2 separate regions of the Mus musculus genome follow, and region 1 is linked to region 2. Evidence: chromatin contacts called from public Hi-C data. All regions are on one chromosome and are shown on one strand. Each heading gives the region's core, a stretch centred on a gene start, on an enhancer-like site or on the middle of the called end of the contact. The rest is flanking DNA. Distances are from core to core; before and after follow the strand shown. Region 1 has its middle 31 kb from the start of Gm46751. Region 2 has its middle 20 kb from the start of Gm39867.

The links. A called contact is a pair of places that touch in the nucleus more often than the background predicts.
Region 1: a contact with region 2 is called in a Hi-C map of epidermal suprabasal cells, with 2.4 times the contacts expected there. The contact joins two enhancer-like sites. A contact is called at or near these places in 1 of 15 datasets of contacts at CTCF or cohesin (CD8 T cells), 6 of 484 Hi-C or Micro-C datasets (the G1E-ER4 cell line, the HPC-7 cell line, bone marrow-derived macrophages and 3 more) and 1 of 115 datasets of contacts at active chromatin or transcription factors (fibro-adipogenic progenitors).

What each region holds. Positions count from the first base shown.
Region 1 is chr2:79,602,599-79,606,281 of GRCm38.p6, forward strand. It overlaps a transcript of Itprid2 not described here. Among named protein-coding and RNA genes, the nearest start is that of Gm46751, 31 kb to the right of the region's middle. Within about 2 kb of position 2,428, at least 9 of the 459 cell types and tissues checked have an H3K27ac peak or open chromatin away from gene starts, as enhancers often do. A contact at or near this core is called in epidermal suprabasal cells, where this site is marked.
Region 2 is chr2:79,528,060-79,531,700 of GRCm38.p6, forward strand. No RefSeq gene overlaps it. Among named protein-coding and RNA genes, the nearest start is that of Gm39867, 20 kb to the right of the region's middle. Within about 2 kb of position 1,327, at least 16 of the 459 cell types and tissues checked have an H3K27ac peak or open chromatin away from gene starts, as enhancers often do. A contact at or near this core is called in epidermal suprabasal cells, where this site is marked.

The DNA.
Region 1 (3,683 bases), core at 1,178-3,677, 76 kb after region 2:
TCCATGTACAGGGTTCCTATTTTGGCTAAGGCCCTTCATGACTGATTTCACAGGATAGCCGGTGAAGTGAAATGACTCCCAGACTCTAAAGCAACTGGGAAATGAGAATGTGAGCAGTGAGCTATTGTTCTGGTTCTGAATCATAGAGATCTTAGAGGGAAGAAGAATTCTGTTGCCTCTACACAACTGGGACCCCCCCGGAGGCCGCATGCTCGCCTCTATAACCCTATTATGTGGAACAGAAGAAATATTTTTGGCACCTAACTGTGATTTATATTTTTAAGCCCATATAAAAATATAATTTAACATGTCAAAGAATATATCAACTAAAAGTATCCATTGCAGTACGGTCTTAAAAACAAACTTCCACTGTTTTCCAATTGTGTACTATCTAATTTCTTACTCCATAGATTTCCCGTTCTGTGTTCTTCATACAAATGGAGTTAAGATTTTTACCTTCCCTAGTGGTTTCAAAGACCACTGAGCCCCCCTCACTGTTCTGCCTCTGCCTTCCAGCACTAAGATTAGGGTGACTGCTGCCACACCAGGCTTTTTACGTGAGTTCTGGGGATCAAAACTTAGATCTTCCTGCTTGACCAGCAAGAGCTTCACCAACTGAGCCATCTCTTCCCCCTTGAACTTTTGTGTGTTTATAAGAGTATAATTTCTGAAGGCACAGCTTTGGTCCCACTCAACGTATTTTTATCAAAGGTATACCTTTTTCCCCCAGACCATAATCTGTAGACCATGCTGTGGTTCAGAGTTTACACCAGGGGGTTCCTGGCTTGAATAATTGAGGACGGCCAGGCTCCCATGATTTATGCTAACTATATTTTGACATGTGGAATGGAGTGAACACTGCCACTGGGATGGTTTCATTTCAGAGAACTATACGCTGAGGAATCCAGATGGCTTATGAACATGTACTTTGAACATCATCAGTTATGACACATTGGGTGTGTACAGTGTGGTCAGCTCATCATTTATGCCATATACGGCTCTGGCAATTTAATGACTCACTATGGTTAACATCAGAAAATCAGATGTTGTTGCCCGTGTACTATGATGCTACTAAATGCTAACATTTAAGAATATCTGCTTACTTTGAAGATACAGGCCATTTTACACTTTGTTTTTGTTTTTGTTTTTTTTTTTTGTTGTTGTTGTTGTTCTGTTTTGGTTTTTTTGTAAATAGCCTTACTTTTCTGAAGCAGTATCTGGAAAACCTATGCCCAGTTTCTCTCATGATTGTAGTCTCTCGTTCAGACTGCTCTGGTAGTTGTCTAGTGATATGTGAAAGCAAGATGATAGAACACCTTCCCTATTTAGAATGAGGACACTCCAGAATGGCTCAAGTGTTCATAGTTATCAGGTATTCCGTAGGTTCACAGACACTCGCTCTCTGTACTGGGGTAAACAAGGCAGGCATCCATTAGCTTAACCAGCTCCAAGTGGGGCTGATGGCAAAGAAATGTGCTACGGAGCCGTGTACATAGTCCAACAGTTTAAATGGCTTGAAGCTGAAGCTGGAGGATGAGGGGTTTGAGGGAAACCTGGCCCTCGTGGTAAGAGCCTGTCTACAAAGCAAAGACCATTATGGTACTCTGGGGTTATAGAACACTCTCTTGCCCTTTATCACACCCTTCCTCCGTTTGACTCACTAATGGAGGTGAGTCCCTCTTCCCATCTTAGACTAGCACTAAGACTGTTTTCTTAGCCAGTTGTAGCTGTGCACATTTGGAAACCGATGCAGGAGGGCTACAAGTTTGAGGCCAGTCTGTTTGTACATCATAGCAAAATTCCCTCTGAATTAAAGTAAAAATAGGCTAAAGGTATTGTTTGGTGCTAACATGCTCGCAGGGCATGTGTGAGGCCCTGAGGTTAATCTGCAGCACCACAGAAAACAAACAAAGCACCCACTATTTTCTGTTGCTTAATATTTATTATGCCATATTTTCCACATGGCATTGTAAGTGTGTCCCTTGGTTGCCTGTAGCTAATTCTCCATAAATTGACACAGAAGTATTATGAGTATGGCTTGAAACAGTTTCTCATGAATACTGTAATGATTGGGGGGGGGGTTCAACTTTGTTTCTGTTTTGGAGTTTTCCATTTTGTGTGTTTAGAAAAAGTTTTAACGTAAGTTTTGTGTGGATTAAGAAAATGAAAAGATGAGTGGGAAGAAAAGAAGATGTGTTATTCCTACCTGAGGTTTTTTTTTTTTTTTTCCTTCAGTTTTGCCTACCCTGTGATAAGGTATGGAATTTACTTAAAATCAAACCTAGACAACATTGTTTTGAGTCCTAATGGCCCTTTCCTTTAAATGTTGCTGAACTGCCAGTGTCAAAAGGGAGTTACCAGCTTACGTGGTGCCAAGTAGCGAAGGTGGGGCTGCATGGGAATGAGGTTTTGATTAATCAGGTTGTACAATATTACGCTGAGACATGTTGGGAAAGCAATTCAAAATAACGTGTACGCCATATGAAATCACAGGCTAGTGTACACTTTAACAATCTGAGATCACTTGCTATATCCTCTTGGATGTTTATACAGAAATAATGTTAGAGAACATGAGATCTATGTGTGGTATATATATAGGTTTTCATCTAATATTTATGAGCCAAGAAAGAGAGTACAAATCAAGGCCCACATACAATATATGGACTTATTTATCATGATAAATACCTTTAAATGAAATACTTTCTGTTCTTAACACTTCTACCTCAAAAAATGTAGCTCAGAAAATCTTCCAACTTAAGGGTTTTTGGTACATTTGGAGCTCTGTGCTTAAAAAATAGGGCTGTTCAGAGAGCTTGCTCCAAGACCTACAACCTTTCCCCTGCTTCTATGCTGCCCTGTGGCCTTCCTCAAAAGCAAGAGGTCTCAAGCCAGGCGTGATGGTGCACACCTTTAATCCCAGCACTTGGGAGGCAGAGGCAGTCGGATTTCTGAGTTCGAGGCCAGCCTGGTCTACAGAGTGAGTTCCTGGACAGCCAGGGCTACACAGAGAAACCCTGTTTTTTGTGTATTTTGTTTCAATTGTTTAGATATCCATGATCATCTAAATGTTGTGATGAGTAACCCCAAATATGTACATTTTGCATTCTGGAATCATTCACTCTTCCACTCTTCCATCCCCATTAGGTAATACAATGTGATATATATATATATGTGTGTGTGTGTGTGTGTGTGTGTATGTGTGTGTGTAATATCTGTGTATATGTATATATTATATATGTGTGTATATATTTATATGTACATATATGTGTGTGTATGCAATAGAATTTGGCATAGTTCAGGCATGTGTATATATCTGTGTATACTTGAATATGCAAACACCTACCCCTACACTTCAGGCAAATGTGTTTTTAGTCTTCATGCTTGAGCAAATCTTTCTGCCTTCTATTTGATCAAACCCAAAGACCCTGTGATATGCTCAACAGAATAGTGAGTAGCACTCCTCACATACTCTTCTTTACTTTCTGTGGTTACCTGAAGTCTCACAGTTTCCTGTCAAACATTCCTGAGCTTCTTTCCTAGGTCAGTCTGAGGTGTGGATTGTTCAGTGTGTGTGAAGCACTACAAACCCTGCCGGATGCCCAGCTGGCAACAGTTGCAGGAAGTCTTAGTCGACCCTGGACATGTGACCAGGAATGGCCACTTTGAGACCTCTTGCTTTTTTT
Region 2 (3,641 bases), core at 77-2,576:
ACAAACCGCCAGGCAGTTTGTATCTCAAGGGTAGACTACTTACTTACAAGACTGAATTCTTCTAGCATCACAGAATCTGTTAGTGATGAGACATGTAAGAATGATTTTGTCAAAACAAAGTCAATCTGTAATGGCTTTTGAGACCATCTCGTGCTAATGTACTTCTGGTAACTGCCAGATTCTCTCCTTCTTTGGCATACCTGTAATACATCAGCAGTTCCTTTACCTCAGTATCAACTGACTTTCAAAATGCCTAGCCTCATTATGCTTGTCCGCAGTGTCCCAGTTGTGGTTACTAACGTCATAGCTCCTTTGAAAATGCAAGGATGTGTCCACGCTTCTGAAAACTGCTGGCCACACGCACCTTCTCAGTCAGGTTAACTGCAGCCAGAAGCGGCGGCAAAGACACTAATGAAGCCCATTCCATTGATCCCGGCGTTCTCTCCCCACACAGTGACTCGGTCTCTGAACTGGAGATGGGTTTCAGCAGGAAGGGATTGCAGCATCCCTGAGCAGCGGGCCATAATTATAATTACAGGTGTGGCAGGCAAAGACAGCAGGAGAGGGTGAGCTCATAAGAAACAAAGATTCGCTCTGCTGGATCATCTATCTTCACTGGAGAACAAAGAGCAGACGCATAAATAAGGGAGTTACCATGTAAACAAATTGAGCAACCACCAACACACAACAGAGTGCGTGTTCCTCAGCCAATGTATACACGCCTCTGTTACAGGAAGCTCTTGCCTGTTCCCTGGTAGAGGTGAGTGCTGCCTTTCTGTTCCCTCGCAACCTTCAGTGGGTGGGCAGGGGCCGATTGCGATTCCATAAGAGCAATGAAGCTATGCTCCTCCAGTTTTTCATCACCTCCCCTTACTCCAGTCTGTTCTCACAATCATCACAAGAGGACAACACGAGCAATGACCTTGAACGAGAATGTTCAGGCCTCTGCAGCTGCCTCAGCTAGAAAGAGGACAGGCAAACCATTCTTGTTCCTTTTAGAGTCGGATGCTAGGATGATAGACGTTGCTGCTACTTTTCTGTAGGCAGCTCTCTGAAAGGCCAGCAGCAGATCCCGTTGGGTTTTAAGCTAATTGGATAGAGCAACATGCTTTTACTTCTTGACTTTCAGATTTTCACAAAAGCACTTTGCAGGGCTAGGAGCCAGTTTTCTACTGGAAAAGCAAATCAAAGGAGTGCTGCAATTATGCAAATGGTTAAGAAAAAAATTTTTCTGCAACTGAATCCCTTGTTTGCCTACCTTTAGGCAGGGCAATTATACCCCTATCTCATTTGCTGCTGTGCCCTCAACAATTGGTTTGCCTTTAGCTGGATGAAGGACAATGCTGAGGTTCCCCAGGGACGGTGTTCTGACACAGCCAGAGGAAGATCACGAAGTGGATTAGAGGGTTTTTCAGGCAGTCAAGCTTTTGATCTAGTATTTGTGAGCTAAGTAGAGAGATAGAAAGGAGACTTAAAGAGTGACAGTGATGTTCTTTGCTCTGTCCTCAAATCTTTCTATTGTTGTGCCTTAATGAAAGTCTTAAAGCAAAATAATTTCCTCCATATCAAGAATTTGCCTCCGATGTCGTGCTACTAACAGGAGGGTGACAGCTGCCTGAAGGATATCACCTTTGTTAGAGATATGGAAAGGTTTACTTACAACATGGCTCATTCTTAGGATTCTGTGTGGGAGTGGTGAAAGCAGTCAAAGTAATAGACATACAATAATCTTATTTCTAGTGTTTTGCTGCATAGAAAATTGCATTCGTTTACCAATCTGCATATATTAGTTTGGTTATTGGGAGCTTTGAGGTCAGAGGAGAAAGTTCAGTCCTTGTCAAATGTGCCTTGATCAAAGGAATCTACAGGAAGCAGAGCCTTGGCTTCATCAGGAAAAGAATGGCTGTATTATCCCTTCTAGGGAGTGTAGAAAGGCAAAAGAGAGGAACAAGACCTTTGACAGCTACTACAGAATAGAGTCACTGGCTGGCTCACCCCTTTATATAGTGACCTCTGTTGTTTTCCAGCAAAAAACCAGCATTGTGGTTACAGTTTGCTGGGGGCTACCCAGAAAAAGAACTAAGGCCTGGTCTTGGTGAGAAACACCCTTACAAATCTGAGGCTGGAATGCATGTTACATAGAGCTACAGGCCTACACTCCCAGAGCTACAGGGACATCACATCTTCTTGGAATGTCAAGGCTCTGGGGACCTCAATATATCCAAGTCTTCTTATGGACAGACATAGGCTTCTTTGAGATGTGTGTGTGTGTGTGTGTGTGGTGTAGTGAGTGTGTGTTTCCTACTAGTTACCTGGTGACTTCAAATGCACAAACAAAATGCCTTATAAAACCAACCATAAGCATGCACACTCATCTCCCATCCTGGAGCAATCAGGAAAAAAATGGATGATGGTTTTGGGAAAGTGAATGGGGGTAAGGTGATCCAGGAGGGAAGGGTTGTGAAGGTGAGAAGAAAGGACAGTGGGGTGGGATGCCAAGATTGTAGGGCTGGGATTTACAGTACAGGAGGAATCTGATGCAGAGATGCCTATGACCCACAGCTAAAGACCTGGTAACCTTTGGGATTCATGTGGAGTGATGGATTTTTTTCCTACAGCAATCAGAGTTTGACCTAGCAGAGTAAAGCTAGATTTGGCATACACAGGCACAAAGAATTAAGCAAAATATCTTAGAAGGTCTCAGGATATAGTTTAATAGTCATTCAAGCACTTGGCTAGCATACTTGAGGCCCTGGGTTCAGCAATCAGTGCCAGGGTTGGGGTAGTGGTAGTTCTAGAAGAAAAGACGGTCTGGATGAGACACAGTACACATTAATTGGAAATGAGCAACAATTAACAGGAAGTGTTTCTGGTAAAGTTATAATGATATTGCCCAGGGGAAGGTGTTACAAAGGGAAGTATACAGCTAGAGCTGCCCCTAACATAACCAGGAGGGTGAATGGCCAAGTGGAGGTGATTCTATGGCCGCCACAAGCCATGCTTCTTCCCCAGTGCCTCATTGCCTGTGAACAGTAAAAGCCTTGTGTATGCAAGTCATTTGTTTCCCAGACATGTGTGCTTTCATAGGTGTGGGTTTCCATAGACAACCAGCATTTGAACACCGGCCCCCTCATTTCAATGATCATTGGATTAGCAGTAGGAGACAGTACAGTTTCAGGACAGATGCAAGAGTTAATTTGCATCTGTCACTAAGCCTCTCCCATTCCTGAGACTCCTGGAGGAAAAAGCTTTCTCTGAACCTTATCTAAGGGGCTTCTTTCTTAGTATGTTAACTTCTGCTTTGCCTTGTTGTATTTCTTTTTCACTGGTCTTAGTGCCCCTAGAAACTTCCATCCAAGGTGGAGAGACATTATCAACTAAGGACTTGTAATCGACTTGCATCTCTTCCATCAGCAATGTCTGCCACAAGGTAATGAACAGGAAGTAGAATGGTCTTCTTCACTGCCTTGAGTTGCTGCCCGTGTTTTATGTACCAAGCATTCAATCTTCTCAGACTGCTCAGTGACTCTGCTGGTAGGTTCTGTTACTGCCATCCTACCTCAGAGCTAAAGGTTCTGGAGGCATGCAGAAGAGACATAGTGCTAATTTGAAGGTAGAAGGGAGATTGGAAGCTAGCTAGC